Linked DNA regions of Anser cygnoides: regions 2 and 3 are each linked to region 1. A link is a contact called in public Hi-C data. All regions are on one chromosome and are shown on one strand. The core of a region is the stretch at or near the end of the contact, and the rest is flanking DNA. Distances in the headings are between cores, read along the strand shown.

What was found. A called contact is a pair of places that touch in the nucleus more often than the background predicts.
Region 2: a contact with region 1 is called in a Hi-C map of liver, with 9 times the contacts expected there. The contact joins two enhancer-like sites. A contact is called at or near these places in 2 of 7 Hi-C or Micro-C datasets (both in liver).
Region 3: a contact with region 1 is called in a Hi-C map of liver, with 2.2 times the contacts expected there. The contact joins two enhancer-like sites. A contact is called at or near these places in 2 of 7 Hi-C or Micro-C datasets (both in liver).

Annotation. Positions count from the first base shown.
Region 1 is chr7:34,374,458-34,378,767 of Taihu_goose_T2T_genome, reverse strand. All of the region lies in intron 6 of LOC106032688 (a long non-coding RNA gene), which reads left to right. Among named protein-coding and RNA genes, the nearest start is that of ZMIZ1, 110 kb to the right of the region's middle. Within about 2 kb of position 1,422, at least 2 of the 3 cell types and tissues checked have open chromatin away from gene starts, as enhancers often do. A contact at or near this core is called in liver, where this site is marked.
Region 2 is chr7:34,193,122-34,197,317 of Taihu_goose_T2T_genome, reverse strand. The region is part of intron 2 of ZMIZ1 (zinc finger MIZ-type containing 1); the gene reads left to right. Among named protein-coding and RNA genes, the nearest start is that of ZMIZ1, 70 kb to the left of the region's middle. Within about 2 kb of position 2,032, at least 1 of the 3 cell types and tissues checked has open chromatin away from gene starts, as enhancers often do. A contact at or near this core is called in liver, where this site is marked.
Region 3 is chr7:34,149,744-34,153,909 of Taihu_goose_T2T_genome, reverse strand. The region is part of intron 2 of ZMIZ1 (zinc finger MIZ-type containing 1); the gene reads left to right. Among named protein-coding and RNA genes, the nearest start is that of ZMIZ1, 110 kb to the left of the region's middle. Within about 2 kb of position 1,394, at least 1 of the 3 cell types and tissues checked has open chromatin away from gene starts, as enhancers often do. A contact at or near this core is called in liver, where this site is marked.

The DNA of each region.
Region 1 (4,310 bases), core at 173-2,672:
CAGCTGCTTAGCACAAACTACTTGCACTTAAAAAAAAAAAAAAGGGGAAAGAGAAAAAGGTGGAGGGGGGAAGCCTCAACTTTCCTTGGATGGAGAACAGAAAGAGTTGCTTTCTGCTGTGGTTGTGAAATGCCAGGATCTATCTGCAGGACCTGTGCTGTTTACAGCCTGGGGAATGTGCAGGGTTACAAGACATGGGAACAGTCTCCCCAGTACCAGCACCGGGCTAACTGATTGAGTCCGAAATGGCGGAGAGCTCCTGACCTAAGCACGCCTGCTAAACAGAGAAGAGAGGACTGCATGCATACAGGGGATGCATCTCTACTGTGGCTCTGTTCATTGACTAAAACTACAGTCCTGTTTCCCAAAAGGTTAGTCTTAGGTCCATGCTTGTCTTCTCAGATAGCTTCATGTTACAGAGCTCCCCCTTCCTGCCCTCCCTGGGGTCATGTTCCTGGCTGTTACTTTTCTCCCCTTCCTGGCTGCCTCTTGTCTCCCTCTAAAATCACTCCTGTGGGCACCAATACAACTGTAGAAATTCCGGGTGGGAAGTTAGTCACTTATAAGGGCTTTCCAAACAGGCCTTACTGCGGCATCTACAGTCTTATGTCAGGGTCTCCTTATTTCTAACCCTCTCACTCATTAAAGGGACTCTTATTTTTCCCTCCTGCTTAGAAAGCAAGAGGAGAACGAGCTCACCTACCAGCTTTAATGAGCTCTACAGGTGGAAGTACTGTGAGGGCAGCTGTCACTGCTGGAAGCCTTGCTCTGGAGCACCTCTGTGGTGGTCAAGGCCATGTTTGGCCATACTCCCACTGGGACAAAGGCAGGCTATCAAGAATGTCAGACTCATCAGGATGCGGTGTGGTGTTTTAACCAGGCTGACCCAGTGATGAGTGCCAGCAACATGTGCCTGACCTAATGCCGAGCGCACCACTGTGCTTGCCCCTTGGCTGGCCGCTGCTGTGCCGGCGATCAGCACAAGTGGTGGAGGGAGGGAGGACATCTGGCAGAAAGCTGACCAGGGCTTTGTTTGTTCATGTGGCAGGGTAAGCTGTCCTGCCAGTTCCGCGCTCTGAGCAGGTTCACCGTGGGGTTAGAGAAGTGCGAGGCTTGGCTCAAGGGGAAGCAGCAGAAGTGCGTGCCAAGGGTGGGGAGCAGGGAGAGGCACGTCATGAGCCTGCCTTAATTGCACACCAGCACCCCGTGCTCCAGGTCATGGCAGCGGTTGTGGTGGTCCCTGGGTCAGGGCAGGCAGTGTCAGCGTCCCCAGGGGCACCCACCCAGCTGCACCGCCGGGACTGCTGGCAGTCCGTACACACACGAGCCTGCAGCGTGGCCCCAGATCCTGCGGCTGCTTATTAACAATACTTAGTGCTAAAGAGGAATTTTTTATGTCAATAGGAAAGCGTTCTCTCTGTGTATCGCGGGGTTTAAAGGAGCCCAGCCAGCAGGGAATTGCTGTTTCCTCAGGTGTCAGAGGGCTGCTAGCAGAGGTGCAGCCGTGCCTGCCCCAGTGTGCAGCCACAGCACTCACTGCAGCCAGCGCCTGCACCCAGGGCAAGCAGGCTCACAAGTCAGTCTCTGGCTCGCAATGTGTGGTGCCTTTGAAGTCGATCGCTTTGTAATTTCTGGCAAATGGAGGAAAGTGACCGGACAAAACAAGTCAGGGGAGGAATATATCTTTGCTTTCCACTAAGCCAGTTCTCCCTCATCATCTGCCAAGAGTAAACTTCAATTTATAATAGAAAAATAAATCTAGCTAGAGTTTACATACAGAGAATTGTTTTTAAAATGAATTTTAGTTGAAGGAAAACACTGCCTTATTGCAGTCATGTTTTCAAGCAGCAGAAATCAGATCTTTAGGGTAGAGGCAAAAAGTGAAAGACGGGCAAAGGGCAGAAAGGACTTACTCCACCACTGAAGTGCCCCTGCATCCCATCACCCAGGGATGAGGATGGATACCTAGTGAACTGCTGCAGGGTCTTTCAGATAATGCTATGTGAGTGGGTTAGGAGCACAAGTGTTTGAATTCAGCATTTTGTTGTATTTTGCTGCTACATACGCCGTTCATTAACCGGGGGAAGCTCATGCAGGTGGATGAAGCTAGAAGAACTCTAGGATTAATCTTTCCCTCCCCTTACACTAAGCCAGACCCGGAACAGGTACCAGTGCAGGCACCCCTGCACGCTCCATGTGTGGCGGCACTGCTGATGCTGGTGGGGCTGTGCTCTGCCTTCCTGCCCCAGATACAGGGGCTGTCAGTAGCCAGCTTGCAGCTGCAGTGATGACCACCCCTTCAGGTGGGCTCATGGGGGGAAAGTCTTCAGCACCTTCTGAAGGGAGTGATGCTTCAGGACTTGGTGCTTGCAGGCTGACTCTTGCTGTGAATTGGGAATATTCCATGTGGGAGAACACCAGAAAGACCTTTCCATTTGCAGTCTGGCAGAATTTAGGTATCTTCTAGCACTGCTCTTTTTTTTTCTTTTTCCCTCTTCCTTCTCACATATGTAGAGTGAATTTATTCAGCAAAGTGATTTGTCCAAAACACCCCCATTTCTCCTTTTAACTTTCACCCAGATTGCACTGCAAAGAGAACTGAGGAAAATCAGCTGCACAAATGCTTGTGCTGGTGTGAGGCAGAGCGTAGGGGCAGAAATGAACAGCTAGGGACAGCAAATATATAACCTAGCTAGCTCTAAAAACACTTCTGATTGAATCAAACCCCATGTTCAAATGGGGCAGGGTTGGAAAATCGGCTGGAGATGGCCTAAATGTAATCTCAGCCAGTTCAGTTTTATGCTTTTGGCATAGCTAATGTGGATTGAGGTATATAAAGATTAACCCGTCATCTTTTCTCCAGTTTGCTGCATCAGGCCCCCAGCTGTCCTGGTGCCCTCAAAACACCAGGTTTTCAGTTTGCCTGCTGTAGTTCAGTGAGCTGGTGTGACCACCCTAAAAGGGAGTCTTGCTGGTAGCAGTTGTTGGCTGTCACTTGCTTAGCGGGTTCCAGCAATGCAACTGTCCTTGTCAGAGCACGAGATGTGACTTGGTCTCCTATGAGCAAATGTGTTCCTCTGGAAATCAGATGAAATTTTTGGCTAGCAAGGAGGCTGATCAAAACAGCATGGGGTTACAATCCTGTTTGGGGTACAGTTATGGAATGAGTTTTCACATTGTAAAGGAGAGAGTCTCTGCTGGGGGTTATCTAGTAAGTGAATGTTATATTAAGGATAAAAGAGCAAGTGTTTTTAAACCATCTTCAGTCTAATATGATGTATTACCTTGTGGTTTACCTCTTTATGTTAAAGATGTAACTATATATCATGATGATACTGTCTGTCCTGATTTTTTTGTTTTGTTTTGTTTTTAAAAGCTGACTTTCTCTGCTTGTATCCTTTATTGAGATTCAGGAAGCTAATCATCCCTTACTGTTTAGTATAATATTTTCCTCACTTCAGCCAGATGAGCAGCCTTTATTGTTTTACATCTAATTACCTGCTAAAGAGTAGTAGAGTTGTGAATAAAATGCCTAAGTGAATGTTGAGCAGATTTCAATTTTTTATCTGTAGGACAGAAGCTACAGGGTGAGGGGGGGTGTAGTTATTGAAGTCTCTTAATCAGCAGAAATTTCCAAGTAAGAACAAACCTAGAGATCATGTTAGCAGCTTCACAGAGACAGGTAAAGTAAGTATATATGGAACAAAATTAGGCCCCAAATTACTTGAAGACAGTGACTCTGCTGCTTTCAAAATAGGATGTCTTGTCTTTTCTGTCGATGTGATTGGAGATGATTTTCATGGACAGTTAATGCAACTAGCTTTTGCAGATGTTGGTATATTTGTTTTTGCTTGAAGGCTTTCTTCATGTTTCTGTTGCTGCACTGAGGACTTGGACTAAAAGTTTAACTCTAGTTTTGAGGGGCAGATTCTAATACTCTTGTTCAGGAATATCTTGTAGAGCAAACCACATTGTGTATAGGAATACCGTGTGGTAATGCTCTGCAACTTTTAGTTACTGAAGAGTGTTTTTTCATGATATTCTCAACCTTCTCAGTCCAACAATTCTAAGAAGAAATACAAATACTGCAGAAAACAAGGTCTCTTACAAGACTCGGGCTTGATTTATCAAACACAGATAAAGGATTAAAATGGTAATGGATTTCTTGTTTATTTGTTAATGCTACTGAGGATAACTCAGATTTGAAAATTCTTGGAGTTACTGTACATCTGTAAGTTTCTTTGCTTTTTCTGGTTCTTGTATGTTAATCTTAATTTGTGTGACCAAATGCAAGACGTAAGATATTGTTT
Region 2 (4,196 bases), core at 783-3,282, 180 kb after region 1:
TGGATTATTTTACTCCATATGGTCCTCCTGTTCCTCAAGCAGCTTTAATAATTAATGTAGTACAGTCACCATACGTATTTTCAATCTTTTATTTTGATTCTATAGCAGTGCGTTCCAATTCATTTATATTCGAAGCAGCGATCTTTTTTTCTTTGGGTATGTTACTGATACTGAGGCCTCATGATCGGGGAGAAGTGCACAGAAATTAGATTTCAAATCCCTTTCCTTCCTTACAGTTGAACTTGGACTTTAGAGCCCTTTGTTAAAGATCCCTATAAAGGCACATGAATAGATACGGTTTTGTTGGAGAAAATGTCACCATATTCAGCTCACTCTCCTCTCAAATGAGAGAGGTGTCGAAAGCTTTTGCAGGGTTTGAGCTCAGAGGTGCCGGTGCTGGCATTGCTCATCCTCTGTAATTGGAGGCAGTGGCCAGTCACACCCAGCAGCAAGGAGGCGTTCGTTTGCTCAGGCTGCGTACACTGAGGTACACAAGCTGGTCTGAGTTGTTTGTCAGTACTTCTGCAGATGAATGTGAATTTAAGCTTGCTTTTAAAATGTAAAAATTTTATGTTTTATGAAAATGCATGTCATGTCCTTTACTCCTCAACAAAAGTTCAAATACCCACTTCGGTGAAGGCTAACATTGCTGCATATATAAGCCACTTTAAGATGTGGACATCCCAACTTGGTAACATACTGTATCTGAGACGAGCAGATTTACAAAAGAATAATGAAAAAGTAGGGGGGACTTATTTGTGCTGTGCAGTGCATTAGCAAAAAAAAAAAAAAATAATAAGACCCACAGATTTTCAGCTGTCTGTCCCACAAGCACATCAAAGGATCAGTTGTTTATTCTTTGGTATCTTTGGGTGGCTGTGACAGATCGTCAGGCAACCCCTTCTGTTGTAACACAGACCAGATGTGAACCATTTTACAGAAAATGCTGGAGAAGTTACTTTTCGTAATCAGTGGCAGCAGGGCCACACAGACTTCAGCTGTACTTTTAAGTCTCCTTCTCTCTCTTCCTTCAGCTTAATACCATGAGGGTACTAGCTCAAAAACTGATAACTTCTACTTAGCAAAAAGGTTTCGTAAGCTTTATGCAGTATGGCAGAGTGGTGATTTTCCTGAGTACTGAAACAAAACATGCACATGGAGAGCAGAGATATCCACAGCAGCAGACTTAAACATATGCTTGTAAAGTAATGTGGATATCGAAAGTTACATAAGCATAACCATACACCCACACAACTTACAAGACTAGACTTATTTTCAGCTGTCTTATTATCAAAATTGCAATTTATATAACATTATGTGAGTTAAAGGAATTTATGAAGCAGAATTCCAGAATTGTTTTAACTTTCCTGTTTCTATAAACTTTCTCTCTTTTCACCTTCAGACTTGTTTCCATCGTAGCAAGCAGAACAGTAACTCAGCCTGCGTAAGAAATATCTTGTGGAAAGGCCTGAAACGTGGAAGCACTGCAGAAAGCTGTTTTAGCATTTGTTGTTAAGCTAGTTACAAAATGTTTCCTTCAGACCCAGTCAGTCATAAGGCTGCTGGCAGTCACCTGCTGAGCACCCTGTGAGGAGCTCCGCACGCTGCTGTCCAGTGCTGCCCAGGCCCTGCGCAACGTGGCGGAGGTGCAGGCCTCAGCCCCAGGCAGTTCGCTTTCCTGGACGGAAAACAAGTCCATTTTCTGGGAGGAGCACGATGCAGGTATTCCCAAAGACTACGAGCGTTAATCTCTTCACGTGGCTTTGTGAACCCGGGCTTGGTTCTTTATTTGTGTACAGCTCTGTTAGGCAAAACCGTGGCGCAGTTGCTGCGAGCATGCGCGTGGGTGTTCGCGCTCAGGGCTCAGCCTCTCTGGAGGCACATGCGGGAGCTGGGACCAGTGGGACATTTGTATGCCTTGCAGGGTCTTGCAGGCAAGCTCCGTCCTCCTGGGGCTAACTGCAGCCGTGGTTTTATTTTCCCTGCTCCGGCCGAAGGGGTTTGTGTCCCACGCTTGCGACTGGAACGTGGCTTTGGTCAAAGATCACGGTCCTAAGCTGTGACATTTGGGTGCGTTACAGCTCCGGCTGAATAAAACCCGCTGCCTTCTCTTGTTCGAGCGGTGCGAAGTTAGCTGGGTGTTTGAGTATAAAGGAGTTCACCATTATAAAACCGGGCAATCTGCAGAGAATGAGGAAGCTGAGCGCAAGCCTGCAAGCACAGCTTGTGTACATATTTGTTGAAAGCTAATTGGCAACGCAGTTGCCTTTCAAAGTTGTTCTTTCACCTATCAGTAGAGCACAACTCTGGTACTTAATGTACTGTTGATTACGTAAACACTACCCTGAAATATTTGTACAGGCAATTAACTCTTGTTTTTACACTACTTTGAGTTACAAATGGAATCTTGCTGCAGAGCTTGGAATAATTCTGTTCTGAGCTATATTTCATAATTAAATTAAATAATACTTTCGTCCAACTGGCGCACATTGAGAAAAACAAGGGGTTGGTTATGCTGCGGGGAGCTGACAGTCTTTAAAATTCAGTATCCAAGAAACACTGACACAGTTTGTACCACATTGTTGAGGAAAAATGTTATTCACAAGAATTTTATCTGGAACAAATGTCTGCCTCCTGTTGGGTTGTGGTGTTTGAAGACTGCAAATGCTTATATAAGTAACGTTGGTCTGTATTTTCTATGGTTTCTGATGAAGCAGCTCAAGGCACACATGCGGCATAGGATTGTTGTTATCAGAACGATGTGCTGGTCTCATCTAACATGGTGTTGATCACTCTAAGGATACTTACGTAGACACATATTTATTTTTCCTCCCTCTTGCTCTTCTCAGACTTGGTTATCTTACAGATATTTTTGTCCCTGGTGAAACTAAGTCAGAGCTCTACAATTTGTGCCGAATAATAAATCTACTAAAATGTAACCAATTGGTAACAACAGTCTTAAAGCTAGTCCTTCATCCTCTAGAGTTTATTCACAAGTACTTGACCTAATACGACCATGAACTTGAATAAAATGTTAATAGATTTTATTGCAGTTCCTAGCGTGACTTGCTGCCATGATAATAAACCAACATTTATAACATCAATGGCTGTAGCACATTGGTGCTTAACAGAAGTGTAGATAATATGCTCCCTGAAGGTGTGGTGAGGGACTGCTTAAATTAGTTCAGCAGTACTTTACATATAATCTAACAGGCTGAAGGAGGTAGAAAATAAAACTAAATGAATCAAAACCCCCTGCATACCTTTCTTGTATGAAGACCTCACAACTAGATTAGGTTGCAGTTGATTGCACTTTTTTCTGACAAAACTATTTTTAATGCGTTGCAGAGCAGTGCAAAAGCGTTGGTGCTAATGGCTAAATGTACAGGCATCAGCCCACTTGCAAGTTTTGGGTTTGTTCTCTAAACGGTCCAAAACAATTGCATCTATATTCAGATAGTCTTCTGTCTTTTGCTATATTTTTTTTTTCATTCCTGTAAGAACTTCTCCAGTGCAGAGTCTTCTTTAGTTAGAAATACAGGAAATGTTAAGAAAGTTACCTAAGACCGGTCTCTCCACAGTCTCTTTCAGATTTTACTTCCTCAGTTGTCTAGTAAAATGTCCTTGACACAGGGAATCACAGTTCTGTCTCTTTTTACATCCTTTTGTTCACTAAGTTTTGTTAAGGATTCTTCCATCTTTATCCAACTTTGACATGCATGGAGTCATGCTATTTGGAGGGAAGAAGTAGGTGTAAAGAACAGTTTTTGAAATGCCTGATTTCATACACAGCCCCTCTTTCTGTGAGATAGAAACAAGCTAGTGGTAAGTATGGATGAAATCAGAAGAATGCTGCAATTATTGATGATTTTCAGTAGCATCTAGAACTTCTCTCATATTCCTACAAAGCCTACTGTAGAAAATTAAAGAAAGACATTTGATGAAGCATTACCTACTTGCCAGAGACAGGAGCAGCCATAATGCCTCCATCCAGTTGTCTTCTGGGGCCTGCGTTTGTTTATTGAAGTGATGCTAGAAAAATTATAAAGAAATCACTTACCTTAGGGGAAAACGTTGGTTTCATGTTTCTTCGCTTTAGAACTTTTAAACAAGTACTTTGTGTAAAAATGAGTAGATTTATGTTTAATATGCAGGACAAGATTTGTAGGTAGAAGGTTTTAATTTTTATCAGGTCA
Region 3 (4,166 bases), core at 145-2,644, 220 kb after region 1:
AGCCAGCGGAGGCCACGTCTTAGTTCATATTTCAGAATTACATGGGATTCAGGTTATATCTTTGTTTTCTGTTCCACGTTGCTGAGCACAGTTGAGGCAGAAGAAAACAGATAATCCTTTAGGGAAGTTATTCTTCACATTTCATACATCAATTTCACTGGAGTGTGGGTGCATATGTTAATTTTATATATGAAAAAGGAGTTCAATTTATGGGGACACTTAAAATTTGCTTGAAATAAGGGGACTTTTAATCTCTGAAAGCATCCCCAAAGTGCAATTAGCTATTCTGATCTCCTGATGACTCAACAGATGCTTCTGTAAACTAGAATACAGCTGTCAGATGACAGAAGTGATATGCCACAGTATGTAATTTAAAATGACTGTCCGTAAGCAGCCATATTGTGATAAATGCGGTGTAGGTGGCAATAATGTCCATCGTTTCGGTAGTCCTGTAGTAACCTTTCAGTTGCAGTATTCGTTGTCACTCTGTGCAGGTTGCTGCTGTCGCGTGAAATGTCCAACTGTTCATTCATGCCTTTGCAAACTTGTTTGGGTTTTTCTGCTTCTTTTTTGGCTCCTTTTAGACACACGCAGGCTGTTGAGTAATATTTTTAATAAAACAGCAGACCTAAAGGTTTTTGTAAGCCTTTCTGAAGATTCCCAGTAGCCAATCCAACTGATTTTAGACTGCACTCCATCTGTCTAGGAAAGAAAGGAAATGCATTAGTAGTCCACACATGAGCAGCTTATTAGTTCATTCGGTATATGCAGTACAGTGATTCAAGACTGATCTAAAATATTCATCCACAATTACTGGTGCAGCGCAGTTCAAAGTGCTTCAAATCGGTGGGTTTGACTGAGAAATTTAAGGAAAATAGCTGCAAATTGATTCTGTATGTAATTAATGAAACATTTCATTCTTATGTAAATATTAAATGCTTGGGTTTTTTGTTTTGTTTTGTTTTGTTTTTTTCTTCCCTGTTACCGAGTCCTCCCCTCCCTGACCTCCATGGTGCTGTGTTTGTTCGAGAGGAGGGTGGGTGGGCTGGCATGGGGATGTGTTCTCTCGAGAGGAAGAATTAATTACTAGCCGAGGCCGCGAGTCACGTGTGGCACAAACAGTCCTTCCCCACCAGCTCTCCCCTCCTGGGTGCCCATCCCACCCCCAGGGGCTGGCAGGAGGCAGCGTTTGCCTGCGCCTCGCCTGTTGAAACCTCCCCATCGCTCTCTTGATAAAAACACACGGTCGCTGACTGCGCTGCCCGTGCCCACGTAAAGCTGGGGTGCAGTCATGAGCTCCCAGGCCAGCTCTGCCCGCCGAGGGGCAGGGGAGAGCTCGGTGGCAGTCCCACATCTCCAAGGCTTGGAGCAGGGTCTCCCAGGGCTCGTCTGCTGGAGTTTCTCTGCTGCTGTTGTGCCTGTTCAGAGCAGGGGCTAGATGCTATCGTCTTGAATACGGGTTAAAAGCTTCTGGCATGTTGAAGGGAGAGGCTTTCTGAGGACACGAAAGAAGTGAGCGGATGTTTACATGGCTGTGAGAAGTGAGGTTGGTGAGGGAGGGCTGGGTTTTAGTTTAGGGTCTCTGCCCCCCCTCTAGAGCGTCACAGAAAATTAATCCAAGTTTTACAAATGCCATCCGTGGAAGAGTTTAGGAACAGCCTGCAGTAAAACTTACAAGATCCCGAGGCAAACTTCAGCTTGCTGTTGCAATGACTGTCTTTCCAGCTCAGATGTCCGCAGAGAGCACAAATTGTGCAACGCGTTCTGCTCTTGGCTGCCTCCCCGAGCCGAAGCTGGCCCAGAGTTTCAGCGTGGGCAGCCTGTCAGGGCTTGGCACGAGGGGAGGCCCTGCATGCTGCCCTCAAGCCCTCCCAGAGGAGCAGAAAACCAAGATCCAGGGCTACCAGTTTGGGAGCACTTGCGTAACAGCTCGTGCTGTGGGATGGAGGAGAGAGGAGCCTGCTGCAGCCCATCTGCTGCAGCGAGCGGCTGGCAGGGGAGGCTGGGGGGACCCGCACCACCCTCAGACTGCGTCTAGCTGTAAAATCCCAAGATAGGACTCTTTCTCTCCGACACGTCTGTGTGATCCTTCCTTTCAGTGCTTTTATTTCTCTGTAACATTAACTTGCACAAAAGGCTTGGGTCTGTAAATGCATGTTTGCCTCTATCTTCCGTAGGTTGCAGCGTTGCAGCTTTCCTCCTTTGTAAAGGCAAAGCCGGTGATGTCCCCTGGCCCCATGGTGCTCCACATGGGAATGTGTATGTGCAGTACTTTCTGCTGCAGAAGGAGGTGGTTTGGGTATCGCAGTGTTCACTGAACTGGCCTTAAGTATGTCAACAAGAAGGACTTGGCAGTGGATAGATTTGAACTCAAGCAAAATGCCCAGCTTCACAATTAGAGATATAAATGCTTTTCTGTAGGTTTTGGCACACCTGGTAGGAACAGTGGCAAAAAATGATGAAATTAGTGTTGATAATGCAGATTTTTAGTAGTGATTTGACTGGCAGCAAAATAGGATGTTAAAATTACTTTTTGTTTTTTTTTTTTCCCTTCTTCCAGAAGTGTACAACTGTTTTCATTAGTGTGGCCTTTAGCGCATCAGTTGGAGTGCCTTCTGTTCCCATAGCTGTTTGCTGCTAAGATCTGTTCTGATTTAGCCAAAAGGGGAGAAGTACCCACTTCTGTCTCCACTCTCATGAGTGGCAGATAATGCTGGGAATGGAAGTTTGTATATTGATCAAGCTCAAAAGGCTGGGATGATGAAAACAAAAAAACAAACAAACAACAACAAAAAAAAACACAAAAAAGCATGCACACATACATATATATCTGCAGCTGATATCACATAGCTGACCCTTACGCTTTATTTCGTAGGAGAAGGAGAGAGGTTATGTATGTTTTCATTAGATGCTTTAGTAAGAGCTCTTGGATAATGTTCTTTGATTGTGAAAATGAGTGCTCCTGATTTTTTATCTTTCTCTGTTTTAAGAAGTGAAACAAGGATGCGGGGGTTTCACTTTCTGTGGGTAAGCTTAGAGCCCTCCTTTGTCATTGTTGTTTGAGGAAAGTGGACAAAGGAAAATTTTTGGTATTTCAGCAATGTTCTACAAAAGGGTTTTAGTAAACGAAGGTTCAGCTCAAAACTAAATGACAGAAATAAGGGGTTTCCACATGAAGAAACCTGTTTTACAGGTGCTTTTTTAGCTAAGAAGAAAATTTTGAAGAGTTTTGCCTTATAAAACCTGGGCACAAAGTTCTGAAAGGGTTTTACTGTTGTGGTTTTCTGGTTTTTGTTGTTGTTGTTGTTGTTTGTTTGTTTTTTGTTTTGTTCTTGTTACTTTTAAAATCCTCTTAATTTTTGCTGCTTTTTTTCATGTGTGTACTCCTGTACATGCAACCCTGTCTATTTCCTATTGTCTTAGGAAGAATGGTTTCTGACCCAGATGAAAAAACTTTTTGTTCATAAACAAGATGTTTAGTGTAATGAAATGAAGTGGAAAAGATAACACACACATGCACAAGTGTACTGTTTTAAATTTCTTTCACCTCAGTGTTTTCCCTTAGTATAGGTTGTTTTTTTTTTCCACCATCAAAAATAATGTGCATGTATTACATGCAGCCCTAACGAGTTTGCTCTGCTACCGTGCATAAGTAGGAATGCCATAAAGATTTAAAGAAATACTCTACTGCCAAATCTAAGGCATTTGTTAGTCTCAATGATGGCTTAATTTTTCGTATTCCTTGGTGTTTCATATCTTGACATTTCTTATGACCTACAATTAAAATGACTTCAGTGAAGTCTCAACCTATATCCAGATTGCTGAGTATGGTTGACTGTCTCCAGGGAAAGGCTTGAACTGCTTGCTAAATCAATTTGTTCTTTTCTCAAAACAGATTAAATATGTTTTACCGGTTTAAATTAAAAAATAAATAACCCCATATGACCTAACTGCTACATGTAAAATTAAAAACGCACTCTGCTCGTTCTGAAGGGCAGGCATTTTGATGCCAGTGGTACGCTGATAGTATTCCACCAGAGAGAGAAATGAATGGTTAAAAACAAGCATGTCTAATCCTGTCTCGCTGCTCTGTTAGTCTCGTTTGAGAATTAAGTTGATGGCACACTACTTGGGTGGGTGCTAACTGCTAGATGTGGCAATAATCT